Regions from separate parts of the Mus musculus genome. Here all the other regions are linked to region 1. The links are chromatin contacts, called in public HiChIP or PLAC-seq and promoter capture Hi-C maps. All regions are on one chromosome and are shown on one strand. Each heading gives the region's core, a stretch centred on a gene start, on an enhancer-like site or on the middle of the called end of the contact. The rest is flanking DNA. Distances are from core to core; before and after follow the strand shown. Region 1 holds the start of Nkapl (NFKB activating protein-like). Region 2 holds the start of H4c2 (H4 clustered histone 2). Region 3 holds the start of H4c3 (H4 clustered histone 3). Region 4 holds the start of H1f3 (H1.3 linker histone, cluster member).

Region 1 (3,230 bases), core at 454-2,953:
GAACACTGCCCACTGGATCCAAATAGTTCCAAAACGTTCAGCTTCTTGGGCATTGCTCTTACGTTCTTTTTGTCCGGGGACAAATGACTCCAAAAATTAAAATCCTCCTGACGGGGTTAGGGGGAAATCACCGTAGCAGATGGGGGACTAGGCACTTTTCAGTTTAGTAGTACTAACTTCTATTTTGCAAAATACAAACTTGTATATGCACAAAAACCATGGAAGGATACAGAGACTTTTTTTTTTTTTAGGGAGGTAAATCATGGACTGAAGTGACATTCAACTTTTTAGTCATTTTTCTGCAATGTTTGTAAAAAATTTTAATGACATCTCAAAAAGTGCTTTTTACTAACACAGTAGGTACAATAGCACTGGTAAATGGTAAAACCATTTACTATTACTTTGGCCATACAAAGCCTTTGTTGTTAAACGTCCCACAGTGAAACAAACAGGTTGTCACTTGTCATCTTTCCCTTTTGTCTTTCTGTACACCATTTCTCGAAAGCTGGCTAGGATCTTATTTTCTCTCTTCCGCCTCTCTTCTTGGTTAAAGGATGCAAGGGCTCGTTTCTCATCAGCACTGTAAATCTGGTTCTCTTTACGCAGTCTTACAGCCTCCATTCGGCGATGCCTGCTACCACTCATGACGTAACCTGAACATTCAAATGAGGCAATCTCTTCACTTGTCAACCCAATTTCACCTCTTCGTGGGATACGCTTCCCGGCTTTTACATATTCAGCCATTGCTGCACCTTCACCAGGAAGCAGAGCATGGCCATAATTCAAAGGTTTCTCATCTTGAGAGGTGTGTATCACAGGTGCTTCTGGGCCTATTAAATCCATGCTCTCTGCACTCATCGACTGTTCCATCCACGCATCTTCTGGCAAGTCCCTTTCTGAAGCTTTGCAGCTTATGTCATTGTATTCTTTTTTAGTCCTCTTCTTCTTGAGCTGTTTTGCCCGATGTTTCTTTTTCTTCTCTTTCTTCTTGGTTTTAACTTTCTTTTTATCACTATCAGAGCTAGAATGACAGTCTGAACTGCTGTCATAATATTTTTTATGCTTCCTTTTGGAAGGCTTTTTCTTTCTTTTTTTCTTTGTTGAATGACTGGTCTTTGTCCTTTTTTCTTCATTGGTGAAATCTGAACTGCTACTCTTCTGATTCTTCACCTCATCTTCAGCTGGTGTATGTTCATCAGAATCTGGCTCAGGAATCTTGGGTGACAGTCCCCATACCTCAGGCGCTCCCAGCTCTCCAATCCTCTCTCTTTCCTTCAGCCTCCTTTGCCTATAACTCTCCTCCTTTTCCTTCTCCTGGTCCTCAGCCCACGAAGGATCTCCCGCATAGTTGTGGTGGTAACGGTATCCACCACAGATGGGAGAGGAAGAGCAGGCAAGCGTACGGATCCCCAGCGGTAGCGGTCGTTCTCCAGACCTGGGGCGGCTGATGGGATGCAGTGGCCGGACGCCCTGAGCACCCCGCGGAGGCTGGAGCCCCTCAGGACCGCTGAGGAGAGAGCCGAAACCGCCTCCCCGAGGTGATCGGCTAGTCTGTAACGCCGACGGTGGGCTCTCCGAGAAACGTCGTCGTTTCTGAGAGCCCAGAGTGTCCTCATTAGGGCGAGATCGGGATACAGGCGACATGGTCCGCCTTCAATCAACCACCGCGGTGGCGGTTATTCCAGAAGTCACAACACAGAGAGCACGCAGCTCCCGCACAACCCGCACACAGCGCAGGCGCACTAGAGACGGGCGGGCTGTAGGCGGGTCAATTCCGGGGCGTAGCCCGGTGCAGCCCTAGTCCGAACCGTGGCGCTGAGCCTCCGATGGAAGCGGGAAGCAGCCCAGAGCCTGCGCAAGAGCCCTCTTCAACCTCTGGGGCGTGGACAGTCACTTCACTTCTCACTATTTACATTCCCCACCTTGAGCCCCAGGGGAAACAAAAGGAATTATCATTAATGAGTCCTGCTGTCTGTCTGTATTGCTGTGCTTTTTATTTTTTCGATACAGGTTTTCTCTGTGTAGTCCTGGCTGTCTGTCCTGAAACTCCCTCTGTAGACCACGCTGGCTTGGAACTCAAGAGATTCACAGGCCTCTGCATCCCGGGTACTGGGATTAAAAGTGCTGGCCACCACCTTAAGGCTATTTGCTTTGCTTTTTTTTTTTTTTTTTTTTTTTTTTTTTTTTTAATATTTTCGTTATATACATTTCAAATTTCAAATGCTATCCCGAAAGTTCCCTATACCCTCCCCCCGCCCTGCTCCCCTACCCACCCACTCCCGCTTCTTGGCATTCCCCTGTACTGGGGCATATAAAGTTTCTATTTGCTTATTTTTAAGTGGTGCATATGCTGGCTTGGAACTTGCTAGGCACCACTCAAGCACCAAGATTAAAGGTTTTCATAAGCAGAACTGTGATGGATAAGAAAACTTAACTCTGGACCAGGCATCGCTTAAAATAGCTGTTGATTCGCATGAGTTCCTAGCAGCCTGCATCCTCCACAGAATGAAGCTACTGCTGCGAGATAAGAACGAAAGAATGGGGCGCCTGATACGAGATAATTGGCTTTTGTAACCCTCTTTCCCTGTGGGAAAAGGGACGAGCCGTTTTCTCTATCTCTGTGTAAGGGAGCAAAGCAAATTTCCCACACAGCTGCGGATTTCATATAAGGGAGATAATTGTAATGTCCACCTTTATGCTTCCCATTGCCCTCTATGTTTCCCAATTTGGTCATAAGATTGAGTCCATCTTACTATCAGTAAGAATAAATTTATTGATTTTAATCTAAATTTGGGTTGCGTCTTTCAGTTTTGCCCAGTGGAGTAGAACTATGGAACACAGACATCTCTTCCTTTAGATTTTTGTTAGATCTTTTCTTAGAGTCATATGTTTACCACCGCATGGCTCACCATTCCTTTTCCATTCCTGTCTCCATCTTTTCTGCTGAGTTAGTGAAGGATTCCTATTGCCTTTACTCCAACTACCTGCCTCGATGGGACTTGACAGCTGCCTGGTGCTGCTGCAGATCTGCAGTCCCAGCAACTAAGAAAACCCAAGTAATCATGAGATTCTGCATCAAAGAGTGTTGGGTAACTGCTTAGAGTATGCCTTGCCAAAGGTTCAGTTGCTGGCGACTTAGCAAACAATCCTGTTCCTCTCTATTGGAAGCAAAACCTAAATTACTTCTGGAACTAAAGTTTGAGTTTAAGTTTCTGAGCTAAGTGAATTCC
Region 2 (3,230 bases), core at 194-2,693, 2.3 Mb after region 1:
CAGAGTGTCTTAGTAAAATTAAACATATGCAAAATAAGTGAATGGAAATTCATAAACTGAGCTGTAGCATGGCTGCATTGTGATTGTTAATTCACCTTGGGAAATGGACCAACAGTTCTTAAATCTTCACCCATGAAATACAAAACAAGATCTGTCACTATACTTCATTACATGCTGTAATAAAATGTAATCCTTATACACATTTGGTGATACTGATAGTGTGTTGGAAATAATAACCTGATAAGGAAATACTTCTAGGAAGAGTATTAAAATAGTGTTTATTTGGGGTTTCTATTGCTGTGATAAAACACTACTATCAAAAGCAACTCAGGCAGGAAAGGGTTTATTAGGCTTACAGTTCTGCATCACTGTTCATCACTGAAGGAGGTGAGGAATAGGAAATCAATCAGGGAAGGAACCTGGAGGCAGGAGCTGGTTGCAAAGGCCATGGAAAGGTGCTGCTTACAGACTTGCTCTATGTTGACCCTCCCCCCAGCCTGTTTTCCTGTAGAACACAGGCCCACCAGCCCAGGAACCGCACCACCTACAATGTGCAGGACCCTTCCCTCATAAGGCACTAATTAAGAAATCCTCTACTGATTTGTCTACAGATTCATTTTATGGAGGAATTTTTTCAAATGAGGTTCCTCCTGTATGATGGCTCTAGTTTGTGTCAAGTTGGAATAAAACTATCCAGCACAAATAGTAACAGGTAAAAATATTTATGTAGTACTTCTTTGAAACAATCTCTTCTAATGTAGTACCCAAGCAAACAAACTGTGGGCACCATTATCAGACAAGTTTTATAAGTATAAAGGGGGAACAGGAAAATGACCAGTTCCAATATCTCTGAATTCATTACTTTGAACGAGAGCATACACTGTGTAGGGGTGGCAAAATAGAATACAAGCATCATGCAGTTTTCCCGCTCTAATAAAAAATATAGCAATCCAAACCAGCAATGAATGGATTCCAGACAGGGAATAGCCAAGTGCATCTATATGACTAGGCAAAGGGGCTTGACCTATGTTGACAAGTAGAATTTTAATAAATTCTACTTATACCGATTCTATTTCAATTTCTATTAAAAAAATTCTCTTGTAATTTATTTTTAAAAGTATCTTTCACATTTGAATTTTTAGGTTTTAAGAAACAATAATCACATGGTCTTTTGGCACCTGTTGAATTTTTTAAAAAGATGTTTTAAACCTAAATACTTTACAGGGGTATTTGTTTTAATCCTCCAGGTACTGGTCCATAAAAATGTAACTCCTTGCTAAAATCCTTATAGAACAATATAACATATAATAAAAGCAGTATACTCAAATCTGGGGAAACCTGAGAGACTCCATGTCTGCATGTGCCCTATACAGTACTCCAGAGTCACCGCCCTGAAATGGGCTGAGCAAAAGAAGCCTTTGGTCCCCGCCCACTTGAAGTTCTCAACCAGGTCCGATAAGAGCCTATAATAACACAGCGAATTCTTAGTTCACCAGCTTCCTACTGAAAGCTTGTAAGAATTTAACTATGTCTGGTCGCGGCAAGGGAGGAAAAGGCCTGGGCAAAGGTGGCGCTAAGCGCCATCGCAAAGTGCTGCGCGACAACATCCAGGGCATCACCAAGCCCGCCATCCGCCGCCTGGCCCGGCGCGGGGGAGTGAAGCGCATCTCCGGCCTCATCTACGAGGAGACCCGCGGTGTGCTGAAGGTGTTCCTGGAGAACGTGATCCGCGACGCCGTCACCTACACGGAGCACGCCAAGCGCAAGACCGTCACCGCCATGGACGTGGTCTACGCGCTCAAGCGCCAGGGCCGCACCCTCTACGGATTCGGGGGTTAAGGGACTAAAGCGATTTTCTTAACTGTTACAAAAGGTCCTTTTCAGGACCACTCACTGAATTCCTTAAAAAGCTGTGCATTTTGCTCCCTCACCCTTCCCCCACACTGGCAGCGGCCCTCACTAATAGCTTCAGCTTTAACTCAGGCTGTGGATAGTCAGCATAGTTGAGATTCCCCACCCCCACCCCTCCAGGCTGAATTTGTGCACAAAGTACAGCCTCACCTTGTACAAATTGTTAAAAGTAGGACACTTCAAGGCTCTTTTCTCAGGATTGGTTCAAGGACGGTTAAACAGTCTTGAAAACCTGGAATTTTGGGGAAAGGTGTTAGAACCTCTAGGTTCAACGACTCATTACCACCGCCTGAAAATAACCTTGGGTAGGTGAACAAAGGTAACCATCCAGATGAGAATTTACTAAAGAAACAGGCTCATCGGGTCCTGGAGGTAAAAACAATTGAGTAAAGAGTGAAGCTTTGATACACATGATGTTTTCTTGACCAGCCCTTTCAAACAGTTCATTAAAACAAATATTGACATAAAATCTACATCGTATTAATTACTACAGGTAATGCCAGGATAATATAAAATGTAAGGATGTGTAATACAGGTTATTTTGTATATACCACTGACACCATGTACAGGGCTTCAACATTTTCATATAGTGGTATGGGTCTTTAATTCTGTTCCCATGAATTTTGACAGTCGACTAAATAGTGAAACTAAATGAGATTAATGGCATAAAACACAATGTAGTGTAACATTTGTAGCGTGAAGAAACAAACTGATTTACATCCAAAACGAAGTTTTAGCCAACACACTACACACTGACCAACAGCTGTCATCCCAGTACTCCAGAAATGGATGCAGAAGTCAGCATATGTTCTGTGCCATTCAGAGACTCAGAAATGATAGTATATGCCAGTATGTGTTATATACTCTTAGTTCTTGGACCCTTTCATCAGCCCTAGAACTGCATCTTGTTAACAATGGAACACTAAAAAAAATACACAATTGTTGTTAATAGCACAGGGTAGAACTATTCAGGCATTTGTGATTAACTCTCTTTTCTGTAGCCTCTTTGTTAAAACACTTTTCTTCCTGCTATAACGCATAGGTACTGTAAAATAGTTTATGTTCAAATATAACTCCATGGCCTGCTTGAGATGCTAGAACCAACCATCTTGCTGCAGTGTCAAAATCTATAACAGTGTCTGCTTCTTGCCACTCAACATCCCAGCAGAATTAGAATTTTGCTCAAGTAATTCTGAGTTACCATACTAGTCACAATAAATAGTGCTGCCTTAAAAAACACAGTTCTCATTTCAAATAGAATTAAGAGATGTTTTACTTGAGAGCTAAATATGAATGCTCATGGCCTAGGAACACAAATT
Region 3 (3,230 bases), core at 287-2,786, 2.2 Mb after region 1:
AGTGCTTAAGCTAGAGGTTATATTTATTTTTCTTGAGTTGTATTTTTAGGATTTCCTCAGTGATGGATAAAAAAATAAAGCAAGCAGTTAGCAAAAAAACAGAACAACAACAACAACAACAACAACAACAAAACCCTAAAGTTTTTGCAGTTGTGCGATGTGTCAACAAAGATCTAATTTTGTTCTACTTTTAGAAAATAGTTCAATACTATTGATCTAACAGTTATTTTTGAAATGTTTTATGTATTTTATGAGAATAGCATGTAGGCTTCAGGAGAATGACAAAAACCATATTAAAAATTAAGGACTTCTTTATGAAAATGTTAGGGTTTGAGTTCAATGCCCCAACATAACAAAAAAAAGCACTGGGGAAGTCTGGGCTGAAGAACATAAACAAAACAAACAAAAAACAAAAATAACTCATCTTTTAAAGTGATCAAGTTTTATGGAGTGCCACAAATATTAAATTCACATTAAACTATTTTAGGCATTGGTATGAGGAATGACAAAAGATCATAGTAAGGTGGCTTGAGAGATTGTTCAGTCAAGAACACTTAATGCTTTAAAAGAAGTTTGTATATCAGAATACACAACAGCTGGCTCACAACAGCTTCTGACTCCAACTTCCTGGAAATAACGCCGCCCTCTTGTGGCAGATGGCAAACATGGCACACCCACAAGAATTTAAATTATCAAGCCACTGCACAACTAAACTGTATATAAACATACCATTAGGTGGTCCCTAATATAGATTATGTGTACTTAGGCCTTATTAATGGTATACAATTAATAACAGCTAAGCGTCTTCAGTTTCTGTAGTAATCAGCCTTTGCCTTGCTTAGATACAATGGTTCCTGCTCTCTCCTGAGCTTCTAGATGGCTCCAGAAGGGAATAAGCTCTTAAATGACCGGTATCAAAAGTGGATTGAGAAGTGACACGATCAGTGGAAAACCTTCAAATAATTCTAAAACAGTTCGTTCAGTATTAACTTCTGACAGTTCAAAATTATGGGCTTGTTATATTACCCAGTTAAACCTACAGGGTATATTCGGCTGCATGGCATAATTACTACCCACCACATAAGTATAGGACAGAATAACACTTAAACTACCTAGCAGGCTCGATTAAAGCTTCGGTAAGTGAACAACTCCTAGGAATTTGTGGGTGGCCCTGAAAAGGGCCTTTTGTTGACAGTGGAAATCGTTTGTTAGTCGATTAACCGCCGAATCCGTAGAGAGTGCGGCCCTGGCGCTTGAGCGCGTAGACCACGTCCATGGCGGTGACGGTCTTGCGCTTGGCGTGCTCCGTGTAGGTGACGGCGTCGCGGATCACGTTCTCCAGGAACACCTTCAGCACACCGCGGGTCTCCTCGTAGATGAGGCCGGAGATGCGCTTCACTCCCCCGCGCCGGGCCAGGCGGCGGATGGCGGGCTTGGTAATGCCCTGGATGTTATCACGGAGAACCTTACGGTGGCGCTTAGCGCCGCCTTTCCCAAGGCCTTTACCACCCTTACCACGTCCAGACATGGTTATGACAGCAGGGAGACAGCAATCGTCCCTTTAAATAGGCCTTCTGCGGACCTGGTTGAAAACTAGAGCGTTAGGCGGGGTTTCCGAATCCGGGTCTTGGAAGGGGGTGGAGAAAAAAGGATGCGTCATTGGAATCTGAATGTTTTCATTGGCTAGCAAGCCCCAGCTATTCTTTGCATGCGGTGTCTCTTAAAGACCACATTTAAATCCTGCAGAAAAACTTCATTCCCTCCTCCCCACCCCGACCCCATTCTTTCTCATGAAAGAAAGGCTTATTGGGGCCATTCCACAAAGCAGACATCCCCATTTCTCGTTTGCTTTTATTTCTGTCTTGTATTAAATTAGTTGATGGTTTCTTTGTGAGGACTCAGGTTAGATGTCCAAAACAGAGGTAAAATATGCCAAGACTGTCCCATGTCAGTAAAGTTTAATCTATTCCCGGCAGTTTTGTTTGGGTAGACATAAACATTGAAAAGGCATCTCAAATTGAGCACCCTAACTGCAAACTTCATATTCCCTATCTCGAGTCAGAGACCTAATGATTCCGTCTATCCTCTTTTTTAATAAAAACTGAGAAAGTCTACAAAAGAATAGTTAGGTTATCGGTTATCCTCTACCTGCTGTGATTCCAAGTTTGTTTCCCTTCCAGCCCTTATTAATCACAGCATGGCTTGCTCACCTTAAGAGAAGAAGTGTTTTGTAGAGCTGGTAATTACAGTACAGGGCTAATACTTGATTAAGGTCATTACAAAGTCTACAAGGTCCTGGTGAAGCTTGTGATATGATTAGTGATGTCAAAACAAGGCTAATCCGACCCCCGCCCCCCTTTTTAAAAAAAGGCAGAAGAGTAAGTAGCAGTAAGTCTCGATGCGGGTTTAATGTTGATTTTGGCATTCCAAATTTTAATTTAACAATGATGTAGAGGAGATGGCTCAGAAGTTAAGAGCATTTGATACTCCCCCAGAAGGCAAGATTTGGTTCCCAGAGCCTAAATGGTAGCTCACAAACATGCATAACTCTAGTTTCAGGAGACTGATGCTCTTTTCTGATCTCAATGGCACCCATGAATGCAGGCAAACTACTCACACAGACAAAGTAAAATATAGAATTAATATTATGGCTAGTAACAATTTTTAAAATAAAGCCTGCTGACCAAAATGAAGACCTTTAATTCCTGTCTTTTGTTACATATGTTCACCACAAAAACTTTATACCAGGGGCCCCAGAAAACTATGAATTACAAAGACCACATCCAGAAAAAAATAGTTTCAAAATATTCCTGATAAACTTCTAAGTCTATGGTTAATTTTGAAAAAATTAAATTAATTAAATTAACCATATTTACTTCTTACTGCAGAAGACAACAGAGGTCTGCTACCAGGTAGCTGTGGTAATTCCTTTTGAGGTTTGCCAAGAAATAGCAAGTGTTCTAAAATTGGCTTTCTTGGGGTGGAGATAAGTATTCTAGGGTTCATCAGCTGAATTAAAATCCCAGCATAGGAGCTGGTGATATGGGGCTCACAGCCATCCGTAATGAGCTCTGACGCCCTCTTCTGGTGTGTCTGAAGACAGCAACAGTGTACTTATTTATAACGATAAATAAATCTTTAAATAAAATAAAATAAATAAATCTTTAAAATCCAGCATAGCCATTTTCTAACTACTAACTAGCAATTTCAAACAACCAGTTGAATAATCT
Region 4 (3,230 bases), core at 231-2,730, 2.1 Mb after region 1:
ATAGTAATGGTGTGCATTTGTGTGTATGTGTGTATATTTGCTTATCTAACACAAAATTGAGAGAAGAGGACGAAGCCATAAGTTTCACTGTTCTCACACCTCTTAGGGATTTTTATCGCCTGTTTTTAATCTCTACAAAATAGTACAAGCCTTACTACAGAGAATAATCTGCTGTTTTTCAGGATGTAATTATATTTTGGAGTTAAGACCAAAACCACATTTGTGATATTAGCCTCCACAGTCATGAGTGGGAATGAGTGAAGCTTCTTATGGTTTCAAGTTTGTAGTCCCATGGTTGATCCCTTTTCCAGAAACTTTATTCTTGCTGCAGTTATCATAATGATAACTGACTATGAAATGTTTAAGTCCTTTGGTGGATACCACCTGCTAATTCTTTTGTTTGTGACAGACTATATTATATATGTAATATATGTAATGAGGTCAGCAGCTATCATGGAAATTAAAAAACAGATTTTCTTTCACATTCTGCTTGTTTTTAATAATGAAATTCAAATCATTTTAAAACTGGAAATATGCAGAAAACTGTTGTGATAAGTGTTGGCAAGGGGAAACAGCTGCATAACACAGGTCCTGAAACACGGCATATAACACAGCTGTAAACTTTGTACTCTAAACACGGAGTGAGTTGCTAAGTCAGGTTATATCTCACTGTTCTTCAGCTCCCAGTTGCTAAACTTCTGTTCCTTCTTGACCTAGGTATCTTTTTTCTGTACATGTGATAGTTGGTGTACATTTCTCTATCAAATCTGAAAAATATGTGCTTTCAGCTTTTGATCTACAATAGGGATGGCACAGACTCATCACGTCTCCAGAAAATGGCTAAATCACTAAAACAGGAAAACCGAAGGGGAATTACACACTGGTATCTCAAATATCATTAAAAAATCCAATCGATATTTTCTACAATAATCATTCCCCCGGTATGCACTGCTTTCCCATCTAGTGCCAATTCCTACAGCTTGGTGCAGATAGCCCTGGAAGCTTGTGTTGTTGCTTTCTCGAAAAACTCAAATTTCCCTATGTATTTCCGTGAAAACAAGTTATTTCATAGAGTCCTGAAATGATAAGAATGTGAGGAACCATGTCCTGAAACAAAAGTTTGCTAATGACCGCGAGAGAAGTAGTATTTTTAAGGAAAACCTTAAAGTTGTCCCAATTTTCGTCAAGTTTGAAAGAGAGTTGGGGCAATCAGAGAAGTTTCAGGGTGCCGATTTTGAACATAGGTGCACAAATTAAGGCAAGAATGTAGCCTACAGGCTCTCGGATCAGTTTCCCCCAAGTCCCTAATTATTTCGTGCCCATATTTTTTATATTTTTATACTTTTTTGAGGGGCAACAAACACAGCCACAAGGCAAAGCTGAAGATCCTTTCTCTGGCAACGCGGCGCACGGCGCACGGCGCAGGGAACCAATCACCACGCAGCTTCTCTCTATATAAACCCAGAGCCTGCAGCACTGGGAACAACCTTCTCTGACTGTTTGTGCTTACTTTTTGCTTTACTAGTAAAGCTTAGAACATGTCCGAGACCGCTCCCGCGGCGCCTGCTGCCCCTGCACCTGTGGAGAAGACACCTGTGAAGAAGAAGGCGAAGAAGACCGGCGCCGCTGCTGGGAAGCGCAAGGCGTCCGGACCCCCGGTGTCCGAGCTCATCACCAAGGCTGTGGCCGCCTCCAAGGAGCGCAGCGGCGTGTCCCTGGCTGCGCTCAAGAAGGCGCTGGCGGCCGCGGGGTACGATGTGGAGAAGAACAACAGCCGCATCAAGCTCGGGCTGAAGAGCCTGGTGAGCAAGGGTACCCTGGTGCAGACCAAGGGCACCGGCGCCTCCGGCTCCTTCAAACTCAACAAGAAGGCGGCTTCCGGTGAGGCTAAGCCCAAGGCTAAGAAGGCAGGCGCGGCCAAGGCCAAGAAGCCTGCGGGAGCAGCCAAGAAGCCTAAGAAGGCGACTGGTGCTGCCACACCCAAAAAGACGGCCAAGAAGACTCCGAAGAAGGCGAAGAAGCCTGCGGCGGCTGCCGGCGCCAAGAAAGTTTCCAAGAGTCCCAAGAAGGTGAAGGCTGCTAAGCCCAAGAAGGCAGCAAAGAGTCCAGCCAAGGCCAAGGCTCCCAAGGCTAAGGCTTCCAAGCCTAAAGCTTCTAAGCCGAAGGCCACCAAGGCAAAGAAGGCTGCCCCTCGCAAGAAGTAGAGTGGTGCGTCCTGCTTTGAAAATCTCAAACGGCTCTTTTCAGAGCCACCCACAACCTCATTCAAAAGAGCTGAGCCTTTTTCTGGTTTTCTCATGGTATGTCCGCTGACTCTGGCTATGTGTTCCGAAGCAGATCAATTCTGTGCACTTTGTTATGGGTACATTTAGGAGCATCTATAAACTCTAGTTGAGCGATAGATTGTATCATTTTCAGCTCTAGCTGGACTTCTGGCCGGCAGTTTTTTGCTTCTGTGTGTGCTCCACACACGTGTTCATATTCCAAGAGTTTGGCGGGAAGTCCTTTCTAATGTCGCCTAGGCGTGATAAGGCATTAGGGGGGTTCTCTAGGAAGCTACTCTCACAATAGTGGCTACAGGCTGGAGCCTCTGTTTTAAGTTTTCCAATCCGGCTACACAAGGTGGTTTTGAGAATTAACCAATCAAGCCGTACTTTCAGTCATGGGTGTTGCACCAATCAGAGATTGTGATATTAAGATTTACATTTACGTACTGGGACGCTGGCGTTTTTTCTCTGTCCCCGCCCCTTTGTTCACTTCAGAGCTCTGGAATTCCGTCCTAAGAATTTTTAATTGTGTTTTCCGAGAAATTGAAAGCGCTCCTATTTCCTCCAAACTTAGCCACCTTCGCAGTTTTTAGGCACTGATCACATTGCCACTATAAGTGTGGAAGCTTTTTTAATACCCTGGTGGTTAGGTTTTAGTAAGGAAATTGAACACCACTGACAGTTCTGCACATTCCTTCCTCATACATTGTTTTGAGGTTATCTGTTCTCCCTTATTTGGTCAGTAGACCAATAGTAGGCTGAGGACGTGAAAGAAAAACCATTTTGGAAGGTTTGGTTTGCAGTTTGACTTCACAAATTTGGGCAAACAAAACAAGCACATAAAAACACAAACCAACCTTAACTGTCCTTCAGGAAGCTGATCCAAATTTGGGGATGCCATTTCCATTTAATTATTGAAAGTATTAAAGTTTGTGTGTGTGTGTGTGTGTGTGTGTGTATATT

The links. Promoter capture Hi-C pulls out the DNA fragments that hold promoters and counts their contacts. HiChIP or PLAC-seq counts read pairs in DNA pulled down with a chosen protein or histone mark.
Region 2: an H3K4me3 HiChIP or PLAC-seq map of embryonic forebrain shows a contact between it and region 1, with 4 times the contacts expected there. The contact joins the promoter of H4c2 here to the promoter of Nkapl in region 1. A contact is called at or near these places in 6 of 39 promoter capture datasets (the 3T3-L1 cell line, cranial neural crest, embryonic stem cells and 3 more), 2 of 115 datasets of contacts at active chromatin or transcription factors (astrocytes and embryonic forebrain) and 2 of 9 other capture datasets (adipose tissue and pancreatic islet).
Region 3: a contact with region 1 is called in a promoter capture Hi-C map of liver, with 7 times the contacts expected there. The contact joins the promoter of H4c3 here to the promoter of Nkapl in region 1. A contact is called at or near these places in 5 of 39 promoter capture datasets (cranial neural crest, hippocampal neurons, liver and 1 more) and 2 of 115 datasets of contacts at active chromatin or transcription factors (astrocytes and memory CD8 T cells).
Region 4: a contact with region 1 is called in a promoter capture Hi-C map of liver, with 7 times the contacts expected there. The contact joins the promoter of H1f3 here to the promoter of Nkapl in region 1. A contact is called at or near these places in 8 of 39 promoter capture datasets (the 3T3-L1 cell line, cranial neural crest, frontonasal cranial neural crest and 4 more), 1 of 484 Hi-C or Micro-C datasets (B cells), 1 of 115 datasets of contacts at active chromatin or transcription factors (astrocytes) and 3 of 9 other capture datasets (adipose tissue, liver and macrophages).

Annotation. Positions count from the first base shown.
Region 1 is chr13:21,466,798-21,470,027 of GRCm38.p6, forward strand. Nkapl (NFKB activating protein-like) reads right to left here and starts at 1,704. Exons shown (of 1, transcript NM_025719.3): 1 at 250-1,704. The coding sequence starts at 1,644. The coding sequence ends at 457.
Region 2 is chr13:23,755,494-23,758,723 of GRCm38.p6, forward strand. It overlaps H4c2 (H4 clustered histone 2), which reads left to right and starts at 1,444. Exons shown (of 1, transcript NM_178193.2): 1 at 1,444-1,893. The coding sequence starts at 1,528. The coding sequence ends at 1,839.
Region 3 is chr13:23,696,922-23,700,151 of GRCm38.p6, forward strand. H4c3 (H4 clustered histone 3) reads right to left here and starts at 1,537. Exons shown (of 1, transcript NM_178208.2): 1 at 1,163-1,537. The coding sequence starts at 1,528. The coding sequence ends at 1,217.
Region 4 is chr13:23,553,552-23,556,781 of GRCm38.p6, forward strand. It overlaps H1f3 (H1.3 linker histone, cluster member), which reads left to right and starts at 1,481. Exons shown (of 1, transcript NM_145713.4): 1 at 1,481-2,256. The coding sequence starts at 1,539. The coding sequence ends at 2,204.